Linked DNA regions of Mus musculus: all the other regions are linked to region 1. Evidence: chromatin contacts called from public Micro-C and promoter capture Hi-C data. All regions are on one chromosome and are shown on one strand. Each heading gives the region's core, a stretch centred on a gene start, on an enhancer-like site or on the middle of the called end of the contact. The rest is flanking DNA. Distances are from core to core; before and after follow the strand shown.

Region 1 (3,580 bases), core at 517-3,016:
ATAGGTTCCCAATGATAGCTAGGTTCCAAATGCTTTGCTACTTCAAACCAATGCTCCCTTTACAATAGGGATTTGCTGTATGTAGTCTACAGTAGAAATAATAATAGAAATAACTGCAAACACAGCCCTTAGATCACAGGAAGATACAATTATCTTAGACTAAAACTAGCTTTGATTAATACATTTTTACTGTTCTTCCTGGCAACCTAAGGAAACAAAAAGAAAAACGGGAGAAAGAATGTTGGGTGTACTCTAGAAGCCTGAAAATGTTTTCTGGTTTGGTGGAACGCTGCTGTCGAGGGGTATCTGGATGAATGTTGAGAGAATTCTAGGAAATACTACATATGAAGTAGTCACAGCAATAATACACATTATCCGGGAGAAGTAAAGCATTTTTCTTTTCTTCTGTTTTGAGGTAGGGTCTCAAATTCAGAATCCTCCTGCCCCTGCCTCCACAGAACTGGGATTATAGGCAACTAAGCCAGGCCATGTGCATTTCTAAAGTTAGACACTGTTTTCTTAACTTCATTCCCCAACACTGGTAACATGTTGCTCAACTAACGAAGAAAGCAAGACACCTCTTTCCTTGACGTTTCCTCCTGAAGCCTGAGAGAACATTCTGGCAACTTCAACTATTCATTCAGCAACAACAGAAGGATGAGTACTGGATCCAAGGAGCTGAGACTGGCTGCATAAACTTCTACTCAGGCAAGCTGTTACTGTATCACCTCATGACCCCATCCTGTGCTAAACCTTTCCACTTGTCATTTTTCAGCTCCTCAGGCTTGCTTTGGGCCTCCCACTGTCTCCACTCATTAAATGCCTCAGGCTACTGACTCAAGCTCTAAGTCTTTGATGCCTCCAGCCCACTCCATGCCATTAGATTACCATTCCCCAGTCCCTCATGGCATCTAACTTGTTCCAAGTTTACATGTCCATGCACTTTCATTATTAGATTTATCATTTTTAATCAGTGGTAGGAATTAGGTTACTAATCATTTCAATTATCCATCAAATTAGTGATGGTGACATAATTATCATCATCATGAGATTTGCGTTATCACTATGGTTATTCATATTATCCTGGGGGTAATGGCTCCCAGTCCATAAAGTTCAACCTAGTAGATAGTTTTTGTTTATTCCTGAGTCAGGAGGCCTATCCCAGCATTTCCGCGGTGAGTAGGTGCTAGTGACTAGCATCTAGGCACTTACTGGGGAGCTCTGGCAAGAACGGAGGTCTTGCTTGTAGTGTGTGGTGTGCAGGGTGCTGCGTCGCCCTCTGCCCAGTGTTAGAAAACTTGGGTGATTGGCTTTTGCAGTGAATTGGGCAGCCACTTTTTCGGAGGCGCACAGACCACGCCCCTTACCAACAACAAAGCAAAGCCAGCTCCGCGGCCTCTACGCAACACTCCTGGAACTCAGGCCACGAGGACACGGAGGTTGGCGCTGCGGAGTTTGAGCGGGCCAGGTACCCGGAGCTCAGAGGCGCGTGCAGCCTCAGCTTGAGTCTCCCGCGCGAACCTGAGCGGACGGCTCCACCGCGGACCTGCGCGGTAGGGGGAAGCCCGCGCAACCAAACACGCCGGCCAATGCCGGTCGCGCGCTCCCTTTGCGCGCTCCCGCGCCGGCCTTAAGGCTTGGACCGCAGGTGGAGAGGCCCGGGTGCGGGCGCGTGGCCCGAGGCTGTGCGAGGTTGCGCGGTGCGCGCGGAGCCGCGCTGTCCCCCCCATCTGAACTCAGTGCGCTGTTCCACGGCAAACTCCGCGCGCTGCGTGCTCGGGGCCGCGCCAGCCCGGGTGGCCGCGTGCAGGGCTCAGGGAAGTGAGCCCAGCAGGGAAGATGGAGCTGGCCACGCGCTCCCAGGTGAGGGTTTCCCCCAGCCCTGGTCCCCGGCCGCTTTCTGCATGCCCCGCCCCGCCCTGTCCTGCCGGGCTGGTCCACGCGGAGGGCCGGGTGCTGGGAACTTAGGTCCTGTAGGAGTGCGCGTGGCTCCCTGCTGTACCACCCCGGGTCTGCAGGTTTGGCCCCTGCAGCCGGGGCTCAGGTGGGGATGCCTATTCTGGAGCTGCAGGCCGGGAGCTACGGGGTGCAGCGCCCCGAGACCTGGGGGAGGGGCGCGCGGGAGGGCAGCGTGCAATTTCTCCCCAACCCCCTTCCTCGCCGGAACTGGCACCAGAGGTCAGGAAGATTAAGAAAAAAGCAATTAAAAAAAAAAAAAAAAAAAAAAAAGAAAGAAAGAAATCTCGAGACTCACACTATACCAGTCTTTTATTGAGTTGCTGTAGGTTTTATTCTAGAACTTTAATAAATTTACTACTTGGCAAATGGTAAGTAACATCTTTAGGCCAAGTTAACAAACAACTTCAAGATTGCAAATCTTAAGCGAAGGGCAAATCCATTATGCATTATGGGTCTAATTTAAGTTTTGAAACTTCACTAACACTTGAGAATAAGTCTTCCAAAGGGTCATTGCGTGCCAGGATTGTGATTTCTGTTAGTTTACAGTCTCAAGGTTTTTCTCTACTTAAAATTATCACTCTGTTAAAAAAACGACAACCACAAGACACCTAAACAGACACACACTTTTTAATATAGTGATAAGCAAATCATTTTTAAAAATGAACTAAGAAAAACTTTGAAAAGAGAAGGAATGGCCAGCCCCCTGCTCGTGGGGTGCGGGATATTTTACATGAATGTAGCCTTTCTTGAACTGCGTTTACCCCTGTAGTCTACCTGTAGACTCTGAGCCTGGTGGAACAGCGCCCAAGCTTTACCAGACCTGGCCTGCCCAGGTCTGGCACTTACCTTTGTGCTGGCAAATTAGAGAACTAGCTAGCTGGCTAGATACCAGTGGCCACTTTGTCCAGTTAGTGACCGCTGAGAATGTCCTGAAAGTGGAGGTTTGTGAGAAAGTATTTTAAAAGGTTTCACCAGTGAAGGGAGAAAAGAAAAACTGTACTGAGCTAGACTCAGGCTTTAGGGTTTTTGTTGTTGTTTTTGTTTTGCTTTTGCACGTGGCTAGCCTGAGCTTCTCCAGGAAGTAACAAAACACCTTTGGAAAGGGAAAGTGAAATTGCTTTGTTTTTTCAGGACAGTCTCATTCATCACAGAGTGGTCTCCACTTTCTGTAGAGCAGATTATAGATCTTGCCTCCACTTCTAGATTCAGGATTCTTTCCCTGCTTGGATGCCTGGTGTATGATGTGCTGGGGGTGAACCCTGGGCCTCCTGCATGTTAGGCAAAATCTGCAAACTGGGCTGCAGCTCCAGCCTGGTGGAAAGAGACAGGAGCTTTCGTAGTTCCTCAGAAAATGTAACTCACTGTATCATTTCCAAAACCTGTCACTTTACTGGAAAGCTCTTTGCAACTAGGATCCCTGTATTCAGGGCATTTGAAAATTCAGGATGTATTAAACTGTGCAGCTAGACCGGAACATTTTATTGTTACACTGTGAAGCTTTAATAAACTATTTACTGGGGGGGGGAGGGGGCAATCTACAAATTACATCCTACCCATTATACACCAATTAGGGCAGATTACTATGTATAAGATGATCATACACACACCTATAAAGATCTCT
Region 2 (3,580 bases), core at 666-3,165, 1.6 Mb before region 1:
CAAGGGGGAAAAAATCTATCAAAAGGAAAAAAATAATATTGCGTTAGCATTTCTTCTAGGTTGTACCCCATAGTTACCTGGCAACAGCCAGGTGTGCCTGACTCACTGTAAAAGAGGCGGCTTACCCCTCCTCACTCTCTTCTCTCCTCTTGCCCTCTTAACTGCTTATCCTCTGTCCCTTCTCTCCCCATTCCCTTCCTTCCTCTCTTGCCACCTGTTAATGGCTGCTCTCTCCCTCTCCCCCTCCCCCTCTCCCCCCTCTCCCTCTCTTTCCTAACTCCCCTCACCATGCCCTAAGTAAACTCTATTCTATACTATACCTTTACCTCAGGGGGAAGGGATGCCTCAGCATGGGCCTGCAGAGGGACACTCTTCCCCCACACCACACCGCACCCCTACCAAACATATCCCTGGCTTCTTTTTCTTTTTTATAAAACACAACAATGGCAGTTCTAAACATTTATGCACCAGACACAAGAGTGCCTATGTTCATAAAAGAAACACTACTACAGATAAAAACCACAGTGGTAGTGCATGGCTTCAATACCTGACTTCCATCCAGACAGGTCATCCAAAAAAAAAAAACTAAACAGAGAAGTTGCTGGAGTTTAAAAAAGCAAATGAAAAAACAAAACAAACAAAAAATATCGTAAGTCAAATTGACAGACAAACACACACACAAATATCCCACCCAAACTCTAAAGAATATTCTTTCTTTTCCAAAGCTCATGATCACATATTAGAACACAAGGCAAGCCTCAATACATATAAGAAAACTGAAATAGCACCCTGAATCCTATCTGACCACCATGGAGTAAAGCTGAATATCAACAATACCAAACAAACTCATGGACACTGAACAACTTACTACTGAATGAAAATTGAGTCAAAACAAAAATCACAGAGGAAAATAAACTTTTTAAAACTGAATAAAAATTCAACATAGCCAAACCTACAGGGCACAATGAACACAGTTTGTAAGACGAAAGTTCATAGCACCAAGTGTCTCCACCAAAAAACTAGAGAGGTTTTATATTGGTAATTTCATGATGCACCTGAAAGCCCTAGAAAAACAAGAAGAAATAATAACCCCAAAAGAGTAGATGGCACAAAAAAAAAAAAATCAAACTCAGGACTGAAATCAAAGAAACTGTAACAACACAAACCAGTACGAAGAATCAATGAAACTAAAGAGCTGACTCTTTCAGAAAGATCAACAAAATGGGCAAACTTTTACCCAGTAAACTAAAAGATGGAAAGAGAAGACCTAAATTAATTAAAGCAGACAAGGGTCCTTTATAATAGACGCTAAGGTAATTCATAGGATTTATCATGAGTTGTTAATAGGGCCATAAGGACATACTTTAAAAACCTGTATTGCACCAAACCGGAAAACCTAAGAGATGGATTTTTGATATAAACGACCTACCAAAGTTAAAGTCAACAACCTTCTACCTTAACGAGACTCATGTTTCACCTTGCGGCACTTTTTTTTCAGGAGTCCTGTGCCTTCCTGAAGTTGACACTCAGCCTCGCCTCTGGATGAGTCCAGAAACTCCTCCACAAACCGCACCTGGAGCTAAGAAGTGAGAGGCAACAGCAGAGCTGAGACCTCGACCCAAACTCCGCCTCCAGCTCTCTCCTAAGTGCAGGCCCAGGAGGAACCCGATCTCCATTGCCAAGAAAGAGGGGGGTAATGGGGGCGCGGGCCGGACCAGGCTGGGCCCCGCGGCGCACCGACCTTCCCAGGCTCCATCGCTCCTCGAGGCCGGGACAGCCGCGTGTCCTCGGCCCAGCAGGCGCGGGCCACCGGAGGAAGATAAACCCGCCGTCGCTCAGCTCTACCAGCCAGCCAGGCCTGCTGCGACTTGGGTCCCAGGAGGGCCGGCGTCCCCGCCTCCTAGCAACGGGCCGAAGGCGCTGGCCCAGCATGCCCCGCGGCCGTCCCCAGCACGCGCGCCTGCGCGCCCGTGTTTTCTGCAAACACGCAGGAGCCTTTTCTTATGTCTTGAGTTTCTTTGTCTGATCCTTCTTTGACCCTCACAGTTGACAACGAGAGATGGGAAGGAAACGGTGATTGAGCTTTATACTTGAACAAGGCTTTGCCTCCTCAACTCACACCCTATAGACTGTCTTTTCATGAAAATCATTTGTGGCCAACTGCGGCAGCGCACACCTTTAGTTAATTCTATTACAATGGAGACAAGGCAGAAGGATCTTTGTGAGTTCAAGACTAGGCTGTCTGCCTAGCGATACTTAGGAAGTATCTAGATCGTATGTTAGCATTCTGAGCTTTTTCTGCAGATGAGAAGTTTACTATTCGCACACTTTTCTAAGTTACATATTACTGTAACCCACGTTAGAATTTGACTTTCCACTCACTTAACACCACACAAAGGTCACTAAGCCAAATCCTTGTCATACAAAAGGTACTAACATACATTAAGTCTTTCATCTTTGCTTAAGGTCTATTATCTTTGTTTCTACTAATCCAGTACATTTCTTAGAGGGAAGGTAATCTTGGTGTTGGCTGTGGTTTATTTTGGTCCAGTTCTTACAGAATTTTACTGGTTCTTGCCTATGGCCATTTCTGCCTCATGAGCACTGAGGTTAGAAGCAGGCTGCCCCATCTGACTTTTACGTGGGTGATGGTGATCCAGACCCTGGTCTGCGTGCTTGCATGACAAATGCTTTATCTACGGAGCTATCTCCCCAACCCCAGGAGCTACATTTTCAAAAGTTGAAAAAGGTTAAATTTAATAGTATATTTTACCAGAGACAGGCATAAACTGTTATCACTTTAACGTGCAGTATATATTTGAAGTATTAACGTATTTTTAAAAACTTGTAGTGTCTTCAAAATTCTTTACTTACAGAATATGTCAAGACTAGCCACCTCCCAAGTACCCAAAGCCCACATGTGATTAGAAGCTTCTTTAATGAGCAGAGCACACCTGTAACAAAGGGTCTGGATTTCATGACTGGAGAGATGGCTAGAGATGAAAAGGGAGGTGTGTGCAAATTTGTGAAGGGTATTGAATGTCATGACACAAAACTTCTTAATGTGAAGCTACAAAGCATTCAAATGGGAGACAGGTGCTATAGTTGGATGTTGGGATAGGTTCATGGGGAAAGAATAAAGTCAGGTAATGAAGGGGAAGGATCGAGTAAGGAACACCACTCTCTGCTCACTGCAGTCGCCTAAATATTCACACACTGTTCAGATGCATGGCCTGCCTGGGAGATGGATCCTTCACCCTGTCCATTCACTCTTCCCAAACATTCCTGTGTTGGTCCAGCACCACTTTCCTACAGATTTAATTCAAAGTTTATAACTTATGTACTTGTTGCTATCCTCCGTTCTCTTTTGTGTATAGTCTTCATTTTTAATTTCCATGTCCCTAATTAGATTATACACTAATTTATAATTTCACATTATTATGGATACAAACAAAGCCTTTTTATTTCACAGTGAAAACCAACTTTGTTACAAAACTCAGTACCTTTCTCTCACATCTCTCTAGGCTTTAAAGTCACATGTGGCATTGGCAGGATGTCTTTGTATATTGGTGTTCCATAA
Region 3 (3,580 bases), core at 471-2,970, 1.6 Mb before region 1:
TTTCCTTTTATAAGTTGCCATGGTCATGGAGTCTCCCCACAGCAATAGCACTCTATGACACTTTGCTTGGTTTATTGCCCTTTGTCGAGCAGACTACTGCTCTCTTTCAAACATGGCATGTCTCTGAAATGCTGTAATACATATTCACACATACTCACGGGAAAATCTTCCACAGGTGACTTTGCATTTATTTATTTATTTGCATTTATTTGTTCATTCAGAACTTACTACATAAACCAAGGCATTTATTTTTTCAAATACATTGGTGAATCAAAAACATCAGGTTGCAGAAAAGTGGGAACTTTGTTTTCTGTAGGTTTCAGATACTGATGACACTGGTAGCTTTGTGTTGGTGCAAGGTAGTGGTGGGTTAATATTTGAATCACAAGGATTGTGGCATAAAATCAGACACAAGAGATGGGCAATGAATGGCTACTAATGGAACAAAGTATGACCCAGGATAACTTGGCTCTGAATCTGCAACATTCCACAATCATAGTCGTGGAATTATCCTCCTGGAAAATTTTCTTAAAAATTATGCCTCTGTGTGTGTGTGTGTGTGTGTGTGTGTGTGTACAGGCGATTGTGAAGACCAGAGGTATTAGATCCCATGGAGCTTTAGATACAGGTGCATGTGAACAGCCAGATGTGGATTTTGGGAATTGACTCAGGAATTGGGTTCTCAGGTGCTGGGCCATCTCTCCAGCTCCTCTTTAGCAAACTTTAAAGCAGATGTCTTTTTTTCTCTTCTCTTCCCTTTCCTTACTTCCCTTTTTTCCTTTTTCTTTTTTGCAAGCTTCACATATGTCCCCTCAGATGTCCCCTAAGAGTTTGGCCTTGACGGGGGTAGGGGGTGGTGGACCCTGGCTGCCTTTTTTTTTTTTTTTTTTTTTTTTAAATCTTCATGACAACTGTGCTTTCCTAAGCTCACTGGGGCCATTTTGTTTGGGAAGTCAGACCTGAAGGAGTACTAGACCCAGAGGCGCCACCACACAGTAAGGCCTCAAGGTAAATTTTACTGCAGCAGGCGCAAAGTTCTCATTCCACAGAGGCAGGCCCAGGAGCCATCCTCTCACCCTAGGAACCTGCAAGTTCAAGTTCTCCGCCAGGGAGCTAGGACAGGCAAGAGGTTGGCTGACGAACGCCGAGCTCTCCGCTAAGCTGGAAAGGACTCAGCCCGCTAGCCTTCCCACTAGTCAGGGCCATTGCTCCCTTCCAACACCCGCGGAAGCCACACCTCCCTCTCCGGCCGTCCCTGCGAGCCAAGTCCGGGTGTGTCCCCCTGGCGCGGCGCCCACCCTCCGAGGGCGCAGACCGAACCGCCCTCACAGGTTAGGGGCGGGGCCTGCCTGGCGTGATGGCTTCGCCTGCAGCCCCTTCTTGGTGTAACGACCGGAGAGTAGCAGCACAGCAACCCCAGCGCAGAGGCGGGTCCGACCGCGCGATGACACCAGGCACAGACCATTCGCCGCCGGGGGATCTTTCCTGAGGGCGCGGACGAGGGAGCGGGATCCGGTTGGCGACTGACACGTCGCCCCGCCCTAGATTCTTTCAGGGTCGGCTGTCTCTGAACAGTGGATCCCAGTGAGGAAGAGTCGGGCGCATGCTGATTGCGTCACCAAACCACGCACTCAGCCCGAGCAAGCCCCTCTCTGGGAGAGGCCTCGGTGGGGGAGGGCCCTGCGCACTGTGATGACGGCAAGTCCCGCCCGTTTGAGGAGTGGAGCGGTGGAGCCCGCGGTCCCCCTCAGTGGGGCGCTGGCGCGCGGGCTAGAGCGACCTGCGGTCCGTGGGAGAGCCGCGCCCGCCTCGGCAGGGAGGAGTGCTCAGCGCGGCTGGAGATGAGTAGCGCGGGGGGCGAGGGGCCGGAGGCCGGTCCTGGCCGGGCTGGGGGCCGCTCCGAGCCCGAGGCCCCGGGCAGCGCTCTGAGTGTGGACTTGCCGGGGCTGCTGGGGCAGCTGGCGCGCAGCTTCGCGCTGCTGCTGCCGGTGTACGCCCTGGGCTACCTGGGGCTGAGCTTCAGTTGGGTGCTGCTGGCGCTCGGGCTGCTCGCCTGGTGCCGCCGGAGCCGCGGCCTCAAGGCCAGCCGCCTGTGCCGCGCGCTGGCGCTGTTGGAGGACGAGGAGCAAGCTGTGCGCCTGGGAGTGCGCGCCTGCGACCTGCCCGCCTGGGTGAGTGTTGCCCCCCCAGACCTGAGCGGAGTCAGGTCCGCACCACCCTTCTCCCCTTCTCAGTGACGGGTGGGGAACTCAAGCCCCAGCCCGAGTGAAGTGTCAGCCACCGCTTGTTCCGAATCTCCGTCCGATCCGGGATCCGCACAACCAGGATCCCGGACCGAGTCAGGTGTGCGACCTTACTGCTGTCTGCCTCTCCTGCTGTAAACTGCTGTCTGCTGTCAGCACTCTGCCCACCTGCTTTCCTCGGGAGTTCTGGCCACTGTGGCCCACCCCGGCTCTGAGCGACGGTCTGCGTCCGAGTCTCACTTGTGTCAGCGCACCGCCTCCCCCACCTAAGTCAGGTGTCCTTATTGCTGTCCCCACCCTCATCCTGGGCGAGGTGTCCTGGTCATTATCTGCTCCGAGAGTGTCCGCTCTCAGTCCTCTTCCTGGCTTTCAGTCCTCCTCGCCCATCGCTAGCAAAGTGCGCAGGTAGTGAATACTTCCTAACTTGGCAGAACTGGTCATTGTTAGTTGCTGGGCCTCTTCCTCCTCTCATGCTGGCAGTGACTACCGCCCAGAAGCACACTTGGTGGGCGATGAGATCTCAGTTGTCCAGAGCGATTCTGTAAACCTTTTGCAAGCATGGCGCTGCAGGCCTGGAACCGTCCAGATTCTCCTTTCTGATTTAAAAAGTAGTGACAGCCAATATGGGGAGAAGTTAATTAAAAAAATCAGGAAGACTCATTCATTTCTTAGTTGTGTCTAACACGATTGAAGTGTTCCTGAAAAGCTTATGTTAGAAGAATTGAAATGTTTGTTTCATTGTTTAAAATACCAGAGGGAAGACTAGGCACTTTGATATGATCATTTAATATCCAGGATCTAACATATATAGAGGGAGATTTTGAAAGTGTTAACAGTAATGATAAGTTATGGTATTGATTATTTTTTCCTAAAATTGCTTTTTACTTATTGAGTATTTGAACCTATTGGAGAAGGCATTATCATCTTTTTCTCTTCACTGTCTTTCTTAGCAAAGAGTTAGTGTCATAGTTTCAGATAGAAGGAAATAGTGCATATTTTAAGATAAATGTTGCACAATGTTAGGCTTGATGTAAATGTCTGTGGAAGTAGGTAGTGGTAAGTTTTGAAAGGTAGAAAGAAGGAATTTAAATGGAGAAAGAACTTGGAGAATGTTCCTCCTTTCCAGCTAGGAAACACCTGTGAAATATGGCATGGACTATGTGGAACAAGTATCAAAAAACAAGAATTAAAGAGGAAGAGTTCCCTAAACCAAGAGGAACATAATAGGTAGCGCTTCGTGATGACAGTTAACAACTGAAGTTAGAACTGTAATGGTGAAGCACTTTTGAAACTTAAAAGACCTGCAGATACATAGTGAATGTATAGGACAGGAGTGT
Region 4 (3,580 bases), core at 810-3,309, 1.4 Mb before region 1:
CCCGGCCTAAACAAAGTCCACTTCCTGAGATTGCTGCCAGAGTCAACTTTCTGTTTTCCCCCCAAGGGCATTGAGAGGGGTCTGAAGTTTTATTATAAATCCTCATCTGAGCAATTCCCTCATAATAAGGGGGGCTAGAGGCATAGCACAGCCAGCAAGACCGAGTAATGTTGGGATCAGTACGATTGAGGACCAGGAATGCCCCTTGTATTAGGCTAAATAGGCGATTCTTGGTATCTGGGGGCATGGGAGTGGTTGGAACCCGATCCAAGGAAGGAGTGTGAGCCTTGGTCGGATAGTCTGATGGAGACCCAGGGATGGTAGGCCTGGGAAGCAGTAACGAAGGCTTTTCAACTAGAACAGGGTTAGGTCCTACTGGTTGGGTCGGGGGCTACTGAGGCTCAAACGAACCATGACTGATGACCCAGGCTTTCCACTATAGTCATAAAAAACTAATCCCCACCGCATGCCCCTTATCCATGCCTTGATGTCATATTTTTTTCCTGTGTCTGTAAATTTGATCAGTACTCTGTCTAAATCATCGGGGCGACAGTCAGCCCTTTTATACAGTTCCATTACGGTGTGCTTTCCAGGCCCTGAGTTCTGAAAAGAGAACTCAGCCCTGTCAGGAACATGACCACTAGCCCATTTCCAATCACCATCGTTGGAAGTAACACAATTCCATTGGCCACAATAATAGGAGGCTGACCCTCCGCATAAGGACCACTTGCTGTGCTCTGGGCAGCAGTAGAATCCATAGCTTCTTACTAGATTAGGGGGAGTGCTTCTAGCAGCTGGAATTATCTGTTTGAGGCAGAAGGCTAGGTCTGGCCACCATGTCCCTGGCGGCGCTGTTTTGGAGGTGGTAAACAAGACCTGATCCGAATCAGGACCGAGAACTTGCCAAGTTAGAGTCAGAGGCTGGTGTGGGTTGTGGTTCTTTAGGCCCAGGGTGACTCCTGTGACCCAAGCGAAGCTTAAGAGGATTGTCAGTGGCTGCCACCATCCAGTTGTCTTCATCTTGGCTGGGTGCCTTTTTGACGTGGGAGGCATGGATCCAAGCAGCGATCCCGTCTACTTTTACTGCCGTGGGGGTGGTCAACAGCACCAGATACGGTCCTTTCCACCGGGGCTCAAGCGTGCCAGTGCGATGTCGTCTGACCAAGACTGAGTCTCCAACCTGGAACCCGTGAGGCACTGCTATGGTTCCCGGAGTGTAGGCTTCTCTGATCTGGTTGCAGATCTGTGTTTTAACAACCTCTAGGGCCTTTAGGTGAGCAAAAAGAGCAGAGGGTGAGGATGAGTCAGTGCCAAGATCCAATATCCCACCTGACTCAGTTAAGGGAGGCGGTCCCCCAAAGAGAATCTCATAAGGGGTAAGACCGAAATGTCCAGGAGTGTTTCGGACCCTGAGGAGCGCAAAGGGAAGGAGAGTCACCCAGTCCTTTCCGCCGGTCTCCATGACTAATTTAGTAAGGGTCTCTTTTAAAGTCCTACTCATTCTTTCTACCTGTCCTGAGCTCTGGGGCCTATAAGCACACTTAGAAACTTCCAATTAGTCCCCAATTGTGTGGCCAATTCCTGACTTACCTGGGCAACAAATGCGGGCCCATTGTCTGAGCCGATTACCTTAGGGATCCCGAACCGAGGCAGGATTTCTTCAAGAATCTTCTTGGTTACCACTTGAGCAGTCTCGGACTTGCTCTCCCTCCTCCGTCTGATATCAGCGTGACGTCTCACCGAGCAGCTGGCAAGGAACACAGAAGCAACAGCAGCGCTCCCAAGGAAGGTGGGTGTGTGTGGGCGGAGGGCGGGAAACACAGCCAGCAGCTCTGCGCCTGCGCATCCCGTGAGCGCGCTAAAGAGACTCCCGCCAGAGGCTCTGAGTCACGCCCAGGAGGCGGTGCTTGGGCCTTGGGGGCGGAGCCTGGCTGCAGAGCTGTGGGGGATATGGGCGTGGCCGGGACGGCGTCAGATCTCGTGAGAGCGGCGACTGGTGACGGGGTGGAGGGCGGGAGCGTCCGGGGTATACGCGGGTGTGTTTGAATCTGGTCCGAGCGCGGGAAACTATGGGTCTGTGGTGAGGTGAGCGCCGCGCGGTGAGTTGGGTGGGAGGTGAGTAGGACTCGGCGGCCGGCGACCGCGGCTGGGCGGCGGACACCGTCGCGGGTCTCACGTCCGCGGCCGCCATCGGTTTCGAGCGCTTGTGGAGCGGGAGGTGCTGCGGGAGGGCAGAGCGGGATCCCCCGGCTGACTGGGAAGGATCCCAGACCGAGAAGCGGGGCTCGCCAGGGAGGATCTCAGCCTGGAACCCGGGTTCACTAGGTAGGACCTCAGACTAGGACGACCCCGGGAGAGGGCCCGAGTGTGACTGGCGAGGACTCCGGAAAATGACCTGCGCACAGTAGGGAGGCTCTCAGGCAAGGACCTGATGCAGACTACGGAGGACCGGGGACGCAGACCTGAGTCTGACTAGAGAAGACCCCTGAGAAGGAGCCTGGGTGAGTAGGTAGTACCAAAGACCTGCACCCGGGTTGACTAGCGAGAACCCCAGCCCTGACCAGAGAATGACATGGAAGATCCTGGCACGGGGCTGGGGAGCTGACTAGGGAGGACAGCAGTGTTGACACTTAACTGGGGCCTGACGTGGTGGTGAAGACGCTGGATTTATTCTTGCACTGACATAAGGGAGGAACCCGAACCTATACCTAGGACTGATCTAGGGAGCAACTTAGTTATGAACTAAGGAAAGAGAAAAATCAAGATACGGAGTCACGGTTTGTAAGTAGCATATGTAGACATTATATGGCATACTAAGTTGCCAAAGACATGTACTTAAGTAAACAAAGTGACCATAATTAGTAAAGTGGTGATACTGGCAACCCACCTTTCCCTCTCCATTTTATTCATCACAAAAAAGTTATGGTTCACAATTCAGCCATTTGAATCGGGGAATGAAGTGGCTATATTTAAAATTTACTAATATGAGGAGTTGTCAAATTGAGGTTATTTTCTACTTTTATTCAATTTAGAATAGGAATGCATATTTATTGTGATTCACACTCTATAATTAATGCCAATAATTCTCCATATTGCTGTATTTCTAAAGGTATGAGAGATTTTCAAATTTATTCTTAAGATGAGAAGACCTGTTGCAAATATCATTTGTTGTAACTGTATTGTTAGGTTTTTGTTTTGAGTATGTCATCGTAGCACCAGGTGTAAAGGTAAAATAGGATGGCATTTTACCTGGGAGATCACATGTAGGAAGAAGAATGAGCAAGGTCCCCAGAGCTCTCATTATCCTGTAGGTGTGCAGAGGAGGGGAGGGTGCTGGAGTGGGGCACAGATGCACTGCCTAACAAGCTCCCAGGTGACCTCAGGGCTGTTTTTGTGGTTTTACTTCCAAGTCTCTCTCTTGAAAAACAAGAGAGAATTGTTGGGTGGGATCTTCTTGGAGGAATGGGACTTTAGAAGTGGAGTCTGCAGAATTCAGATGTGGAGATGAGCCTGACCCTATTGCATAAGTCAGGTCTTTCTTCCCAAGCCAGCATCTAAAAGGCTAAACGTAAGAGAAAGT
Region 5 (3,580 bases), core at 515-3,014, 1.4 Mb after region 1:
AATGAAAGTTGACTCTAGTTTGTCCTGTTTGATACAACTAGGAAAATCTCACCCAAAACTAATGCTAGACAACTATATATGCAATAATTAGAAGAAATTGCCTGGGCTTCTCTATTATAAACTTTTACATATAAGTATTTACTTTAGTTAACTTCAGGAAGAAAGCCAGCACACCAATTTAAAGTAAAGGACTAAATTTCAGTTTTACAACAGAAGTGAGGCTATTAATTAAAACTCCTTTAAGGTTGAGAGACTACAGTAAGTCTCTAATAAAATTTAAGGGATTAGTAACCCGAAGGGAAAAGTAAGTAAGTAAGTAAATAAATAAATAAATAAATAAGGCAATGGTAACTCCATCTGCAAAAAAAAAAAAAAAAAACATTTGGCCTCTATGGTAAATTTAATCCTTAGATTGTTATTATTACTTATTCTGTTTCATGAGTCACCAAGAATACAATGCTAACATGTTAAAGTGCCAAGCCCCCTCTCATGCACTGTCTGACTAGAAATGACTTGGGAAAGGTAGGCATCTATATCTGTTTTACAGATGAAGACAATAAAAGTTTATAGAGAGGTGACCTCTTGGTAACAGAGACCAAACTTAGGGGACAGATCATTTAGCCACAATAATTTAACAATCCCACCCCTCCGCAGGGCAGTGGCTTAAACCATGAATGGATATTCCTCAAGGGCATTAATTCATTCAAGCTGAATGTTATGGCAGAAGAAACTTGTTCTTTCTTAGACCAATAAATGAAAGACTCTTTCCTTTTATAAACCATCTTAGCCACAGGCTCTTAGTGGATGATGCTCCACCCCTAAGGTGAAAAGTTGGGGAATACAGACTATATAGTGATATCCTCAGGAAATACTGGAACCCCCAAACTGCATTCTGTAAGTACAACAGACTCTTTCCCAAACTTCAACTCAAATAAACTTTTCCCAGCACTGTGGACTATTGCTGTCACTTAGGGGTGAAAATGCCTGATACCTGGCTTCTTTATGGAGAACTTTGTTACACACCTGCCCTCCTGAAGTCTCAGCAGGACTGACCAGGACTGACATCTTCCACTTACCTGTCAGGGATGCCCAGGCCATAAGCTCTCAATACCAGCCCAAGACTTTGGGAGAAGGGAAGAAAACAAAGTAAAATAACTTACCACTTTGGCCCAGTCCGAGAACAAGTGAAAATACCCAGGCTGCCCCAAGAACCAAGGCTGGACCTCGCTGGCAGTTGTGCAGAGAGAGCAGTGCAGCAGTCAGAAAAGCCAGGGCCGAGCCGCACATAATGCAAAGCAGCCCGCCCGGTGCCTACTGCCTAGTTGCTTTCCTGATGCGCTCTCCCGACTTGAGAGCGCACCTTGAGGCCCGTGGGCTGCGAGTCCCTAGGACCTTTTCGACAGGCCGGGTTGGCCGACCCAGTTGCTCTCAGTAGGCGATACAGGTATTCGGTCCAGGGCAGCTCTCTGCATCTCAGGGCCCTTAAGGCCCTCCCAGCTCCGCACGGCGGGGCTTGCAGTCTCAACAAAAAGCACCTCCTTGGACAGCCGATGGCCCGCGGGGGCGAAGCAAGTACGGGCTCCACAGTCCGCTCCCAGACAAAGAAAAGAGCTTTTGTTTCTCCCCAGCCGATGGGGCTCTGCTGCATAAATCAGCTTAGCGAAGAGCCAAACACAATCAAACCCAAACAAAGCCTGAGGCTGGGGGGAAAACCACCCTAATGTAATTCACAGGGTGATGCTGCTTTAGTGGGAGGGGACGGCTAGAAGGCCAAGGGGGTGGGGGAGTTGCTGGCGCATCAGTCGGTGCTAGCTTCTTCCACAGGTGGGCAGGGAGGCCAACTCCACTTAGTCGCAGCTAGCAGAGGTTCAGGCGGCAGCGTTCCGATTGGCGGGAGAGGAGACACGGGTGCCAGCAGCTTGGGGAAGCAGCTCCGCGAGCTCCCTAGAAGCTCCTGTCTGCACTCGCGGGCAACCAACAAGGCATCCCAGTTGCTTACTGGGCTAGAAGGGGATGTTCCATGCACCTCGCTGGGAGGGAGCTGCGTACCCTTGTCCTTTCTCGGACTCTGTCGGCTCAGGCGTCTGGCCACCCAGAACCCTGGCAGCTGATGCGTTCTGGGATGAGAGGGAAGAGAGGCAGGCGATGGGCAGGGATGGGGTGATCTAGTTCTGTGGTCCCCCGTGGGGGCTCCCAGCTTTCGGGTGGCTGGGCGTGCTCCGAGCTGAGAGTTGCTAGGAAACCTCCCCACGCTACAGTGCTCCTTGCTTGGGTCGCCAGCAAGCGCAGTGGCGGCCCAGGACAGCAGCAGCAGCAGAAGCAGCAAACAGCTCCAGCTCGGAGTAGCGTGGGCGGGACATTGGTGAGGCATGAAGTCACCGCGGCCCACACTCGCTCTTTGTTTTGCTCACTCCAGCTCTTTTTTCTCCCCCCTCGAATCTAATAGTTGCCATTCCCATCGTTCTCAAGAATTCCTGGTGCGTAGTGGCGCAACAGGAATCGCATGCTGAGTTCTCTTTTCTCTCACCCCCTCGCCCCCCAATTCTGAGTTCCAACGCTTCCATAACGGTATAGGTGGAAAACTTCTCGCAGCTCGAGTGGCAGCATGAACCCCAACATTTCATCCTCTTGCCGCGTGCTCCTTTGTTCAGGAATCCTTACTGGCCCGCAGCTGCTGAATACAAAGTAGATTTCGGGGGCCTCTCCCCTCCCCCAACACTGCTCTCAGAGTATTCACTGCCCGCTTTCCTTGCAGCCTTAAGACCTTGCCCTGTGTCTGATCCCAAATCTGTCTGAGGTCTTCCCAGACTTTGGAGATTTAGACAAGATGTATTCTACTGTCAGATATATTTCGTTGTTCCTTTTGTAGACCCTCAGCCCTGAAAGGGGCAGCCTAGCTTTTTCCCAGGGTCTGTTTGTGGTTCTTTGGCCTTTTGTTGGTTACAATGGATCTTTTGACCTTAAACGCCACCTTCTCAGTAAAAGGAAACAAGAAGTTGCAGATGGCAGCAGAAGAGTGAATGAATACAAGCTTGCAATTCAGTTTTGCAGTTTTGGGTGAGGCTAAAGCGTTGCTAAACTGGACAGCCAAGGAAGTAGTAGCATTGCCTCTCCAGGTCTTGTCAGCGCCCTCGACACCTTAAGGAGAAGGAAGAAACACAGTTCTCTAGGTTTGGGAAAGAGCTCCTTTTCTAATTTGATACTGGAGACCTTGGCTCCTAGTTTCCCCTAGAGCCCAATAATTTTCATTGTATTGAAGTTCAGTTCGACTTTTTTTTACTAGTGGCTTACACAACACCACTTTTTTCAGGCATCAGACCCAGTCCAGCCAGGTCAAGGTGAACTATAGGGGATTTTTTTCTCCTTAATTGTTTCCGGCTTCTTATTTGGAGTAAAGAAAACAAGTAGGAGGTCCCACCAACCCTCCTCTTTAAAAAACTTCTTTCTGTTTTCTAATTGTTGACAGTGAATGGAAAGTACCTGGTTAATAAACCACAACATCAAAAACTCCCCTTTCTTCAGGTGTGGACTGTACATTGGACTAACAGTAAAGCCAGGAACCTAGTTAGTAAAGTGCCCT
Region 6 (3,580 bases), core at 581-3,080, 1.0 Mb after region 1:
CAGAGGGGCTTGCAGAGAGAAACAGGACATTTATGGTAAGCGTTAGCTTTCAGAGAAAGAAAGCAGTTCATTAATTTACTTCACAGTTACTTCTAAGTATGTGGATGTCCCTTACTCCCTTAATCAATAGATATGATGTACAGTCAATACCCCTGCACATGAAAAAAAAAAGGCTCAGAAGTGCAAATCCCTGCACAACAAACATTAGGTCTAACTGTGCAGGTGAAATTTATGCAAAGGATGAAGCCCTACTTTGGACTTCTGCATAACCCAGGAGAATTAATTTTTGACATCTTCAGAACCTGCAATACACTTGAGAACAACCAATTAAAAAAAAAAAGTCTCCCAAGTCAAAACACATCAGTTCTGTCATCTACTCACATTTTAATCAATTCCCCTTTAGTATTAGACTTCTGAGAGTCTTCCTAACAGGGTAAAATAGGAATTATTGTGGTTTTAAAATGCATGAATATTCAACAAGACTCCAAGGACTAGATTTTCTCCTTTCATACTGGTACTGGCCTTTTTGTGGCTTAAGAATTTCTGTTGTGGTGACCACAGAATTGTAATGACATTTCTGAAGGCAACTAATAATAAAAATAGCAAGTAAGTGACTAAAACGCAGAGAATTTGAAGTAAATGCGCATGATGACTCGAACGCACTGGTAGATGGCTTGCTCAAACCATAGATGCTCCTATAAATGCAGCCCGAAAAGCTCACCTCCATTCTTACATAAATAGTACCAACAGATTTCAGTCATTCTGATTTTTCTGTCAGAAAGGCACAGTGGGGTTACCTGAGAAAACTTATAAACTGGGTAAAATGCTCCTCAATTTCTCATCCAATGGGAGAAAAACACACCCCCTCTTACTCCTCTTTCCATCTAATCCTTTTGTAATTTTACTGCATGCCAAGGGGCAAACACACCTCCTCCAGGACGTGCACTTCCAAAGCTTGAATCCCACCTCTGGTAGAGGGTAAGGGCGGCCAGATCTAAGTAAGGACTCAAAGGCGCAGGCGCACACTTGCACCATATCACTACCCCCTTTCCAATCTTTCTATTTGACCGAAACATCAGGAAATGGAAGGTAAGTATCAAGATTTTCTTCAAAACTATACTGAAAGAGTCCAGGAAGCTGGGGGGGGGGGGTCACTCCTTTTTTTATGTTCAAAGGGCAGAGGAAGTTAGTAACTTGAAGATAGGACTTGGGGCGTTTATTTACTGGCCTCACTCAACTTCGCAGTTTCTCTATCCAGACCGCCAATCTCTTAGGCACGTACACTTTATTGTATTGTTTCGGTTCCCTACCCCTAGCTTTGGTGCTCGCGCGCACGCACACGTCGGTCTTCCCTCTCGATCGCGCGCACCCACTCTCCACCTACACCAAACGGGTGCACGCCTCTCCACACCCGGGATTGAACGTACTGTCGCTCCTGACTCCCTACGGTAGAAGGACTCAGTTACCTTACACACTTTCCAGCTCTGTCCCTGACCCCTTTTGTCACACACGTAGTTACTCGGCCCGCTCTCGGTGGTTGTACGACCACTCTCTGCCCTTGCTAGGTCACGGTTTTTGCGACCCTGCCCAGTTACCCCTCCGCTTTCTACACTGCTCTCTCCGAGGTGGGTCACACTCGCGATCATTTTTCACGCGCGCGCACACGCACACTCTGCGACACTCGCACCCCCACACTCCCGCCGGCGCCGATGACCTCACGGCGCGCGCGCCGCGCGGCCCGGCGAGGCCACAGATTGGCTGGCCGCGCCTCCGCGGCACTTCAAAGCCGGAGAGGGAGCTACAATTGTGGCGGAATGGGCGGAACTGATCATTGTATTGCACACCTCTAAAAAAAACACTGCCTCTGATTTATCAATATAAAAAAGATCCTCTGAGAGGAGGAGGGCGCTTCTGTGTGATGGCAACTTCACTTCTAGGGGTGAGTCTCAGGATCTTCTCTTGCTGGTTTAATTAGTTTCCTTTTATTGCCTATCGGAGGGGGTTAAAGTCGCCCCGGCCAGGCCACGGGCTATCAGTCTCTCTATTGAGAGCCACCACCACCCCCCTAAATACAAGTGAGTTTAGAAAAAAGAAAGGGGGGGGGGAGGAGGCAGAGCCACTTTTTTTTTTTTCAGCACAGGAAAGGTTCGTAGGGCATTGAGACCCGCCACCTCGCAGAGCCTGGCCGCTCCCTGCTCGGGAGAACTGAGCATAGCCCCTAATACACTCGACGATTTCGAAGGGGAACGCGAGTAAGTTTTTCCCTCCTGGGCATACTGCAGATTCTCCCCCTTCCCCTTAATATTTTTCCTCAGCCCGGTTTGTATTGCAGGTACGTTGAGCTCGTCTTATTTCTACCATTATAGAGAGATATATATTGAGAGAGAGAGATGAAGGGGGTGGAGAGAGAGAGAGAGAGAGAGAGAGAGAGAGAGAGAGAGAGAGAGAGAAGAAAAAAATGGAAGAGCGAGTAATGGAAGAGCCGGGGAGAAGCAACTAAGGATGGGTTGAGGGGGATCTGAAAAGAGTTTTCAAAGCTCTCTTGGGATTGCAGTGTAGTGATCTTAAACGCAATCCAGAAATTTCCCCAGGTTGTAAGGTAAAAAGGAAACTTCTCCCTCCCTAGTCTGGATTTGGACTTTCTGTTCGTTTGATCGAAAGCGTCTAGGGCTTTGTGAACACAAGAGTGCCGTCTTAGTTGAGAATTCTTGTTAAACTCTTCTTTAGCGTGGCGCTTTGCTCCAGAATCAGACGCTCGCCGCCAAACTTGTCCCCTCCTGTAGAGTAGGAGGCAGCCGGGCGCCGGGGCAGCTGGGGGTGCAGGGTAAGTTGGTGGCAGTGTGCAGCAGCTAGAGATGGGGAGCAGTGGGGCGTCTGGAGGCTACCAGGGGACTAATACACATTTCTTTCCTCCCTCCCCCACCGGCCCTTTGCCCACTACCCCTCCCCCACCCTTCTTCTCTGCTCCGGTCTCAGGAAGAACCGAGGTTGGGATCCACTCCTCTGGCCATGCTTGCTGCTACCTGTAATAAGATCGGCAGCCCCAGCCCGTCTCCCTCCTCCCTGTCGGACAGCTCTTCTTCCTTCGGTAAAGGCTTCCACCCTTGGAAACGCTCCTCGTCTTCCTCCTCCGGCAGCTGCAACGTAGTGGGTTCCAGTCTCTCTAGCTTCGGTGTGTCGGGGGCCTCCCGGAACGGCGGCTCCTCCTCAGCCGCAGCGGCGGCAGCGGCGGCAGCAGCGGCGGCCGCAGCCCTGGTGTCCGACTCTTTTAGCTGCGGAGGCTCGCCCGGCTCCAGCGCCTTCTCTCTCACCTCCAGCAGCGCCGCCGCAGCGGCAGCAGCTGCGGCGGCTGCCGCTTCCAGCTCGCCCTTTGCCAACGACTACTCTGTGTTCCAGGCTCCGGGCGTCTCGGGGGGCAGCGGCGGCGGCGGCGGGGGAGGCGGCGGCGGTTCCGGAGCGCACTCGCAGGATAGCTCCCATCAGCCAGTGTTTATCTCCAAGGTGCACACGTCGGTGGACGGACTGCAGGGTATCTACCCGCGCGTGGGAATGGCGCACCCGTATGAGTCCTGGTTCAAGC

What was found. Promoter capture Hi-C pulls out the DNA fragments that hold promoters and counts their contacts. Hi-C and Micro-C count contacts between places; a contact is called where the count stands out from the background.
Region 2: a contact with region 1 is called in a promoter capture Hi-C map of hematopoietic stem and progenitor cells. The contact joins the promoter of Wdr60 here to the promoter of Cdca7l in region 1. A contact is called at or near these places in 4 of 39 promoter capture datasets (hematopoietic stem and progenitor cells, hippocampal neurons, liver and 1 more).
Region 3: a contact with region 1 is called in a promoter capture Hi-C map of pre-B cells. The contact joins the promoter of Esyt2 here to the promoter of Cdca7l in region 1. A contact is called at or near these places in 4 of 39 promoter capture datasets (the C10 cell line, hippocampal neurons, liver and 1 more).
Region 4: a promoter capture Hi-C map of pre-B cells shows a contact between it and region 1. The contact joins the promoter of Ncapg2 here to the promoter of Cdca7l in region 1. A contact is called at or near these places in 1 of 39 promoter capture datasets (pre-B cells) and 2 of 115 datasets of contacts at active chromatin or transcription factors (astrocytes and large pre-B cells).
Region 5: a contact with region 1 is called in a promoter capture Hi-C map of hippocampal neurons, with 3 times the contacts expected there. The contact joins the promoter of Itgb8 here to the promoter of Cdca7l in region 1. A contact is called at or near these places in 9 of 39 promoter capture datasets (the 3T3-L1 cell line, cranial neural crest, embryonic stem cells and 4 more), 1 of 484 Hi-C or Micro-C datasets (embryonic stem cells) and 2 of 115 datasets of contacts at active chromatin or transcription factors (astrocytes and stem cell-derived neural progenitor cells).
Region 6: a contact with region 1 is called in a Micro-C map of embryonic stem cells, with 5 times the contacts expected there. The contact joins the promoter of Sp8 here to the promoter of Cdca7l in region 1. A contact is called at or near these places in 22 of 39 promoter capture datasets (the 3T3-L1 cell line, 3T3-L1-derived adipocytes, the C10 cell line and 12 more), 2 of 15 datasets of contacts at CTCF or cohesin (the NIH/3T3 cell line and embryonic stem cells), 19 of 484 Hi-C or Micro-C datasets (the HL-1 cell line, Sertoli cells, embryonic stem cells and 3 more), 17 of 115 datasets of contacts at active chromatin or transcription factors (VIP interneurons, bone marrow-derived macrophages, embryonic forebrain and 9 more) and 5 of 9 other capture datasets (adipose tissue, embryonic stem cells, liver and 2 more).

What each region holds. Positions count from the first base shown.
Region 1 is chr12:117,842,095-117,845,674 of GRCm38.p6, forward strand. Cdca7l (cell division cycle associated 7 like) reads left to right here and starts at 1,767. Exons shown (of 10, transcript NM_146040.1): 1 at 1,767-1,863. The coding sequence starts at 1,840.
Region 2 is chr12:116,261,110-116,264,689 of GRCm38.p6, forward strand. It overlaps Wdr60 (WD repeat domain 60), which reads right to left and starts at 1,916. Exons shown (of 22, transcript NM_146039.3): 1 at 1,742-1,916. The coding sequence starts at 1,756.
Region 3 is chr12:116,279,502-116,283,081 of GRCm38.p6, forward strand. It overlaps Esyt2 (extended synaptotagmin-like protein 2), which reads left to right and starts at 1,721. Exons shown (of 22, transcript NM_028731.5): 1 at 1,721-2,171. The coding sequence starts at 1,842.
Region 4 is chr12:116,403,377-116,406,956 of GRCm38.p6, forward strand. Ncapg2 (non-SMC condensin II complex, subunit G2) reads left to right here and starts at 2,060. Exons shown (of 29, transcript NM_133762.4): 1 at 2,060-2,085; 2 at 2,326-2,501. It overlaps D430020J02Rik (RIKEN cDNA D430020J02 gene), which reads right to left and starts at 1,785. Exons shown (of 2, transcript NR_028421.1): 1 at 1,591-1,785; 2 at 1-1,267.
Region 5 is chr12:119,236,512-119,240,091 of GRCm38.p6, forward strand. Itgb8 (integrin beta 8) reads right to left here and starts at 1,765. Exons shown (of 14, transcript NM_177290.3): 1 at 1,161-1,765. The coding sequence starts at 1,287.
Region 6 is chr12:118,845,403-118,848,982 of GRCm38.p6, forward strand. Sp8 (trans-acting transcription factor 8) reads left to right here and starts at 1,831. Exons shown (of 2, transcript NM_001379379.1): 1 at 1,831-1,939; 2 at 2,977-3,580. The coding sequence starts at 1,919.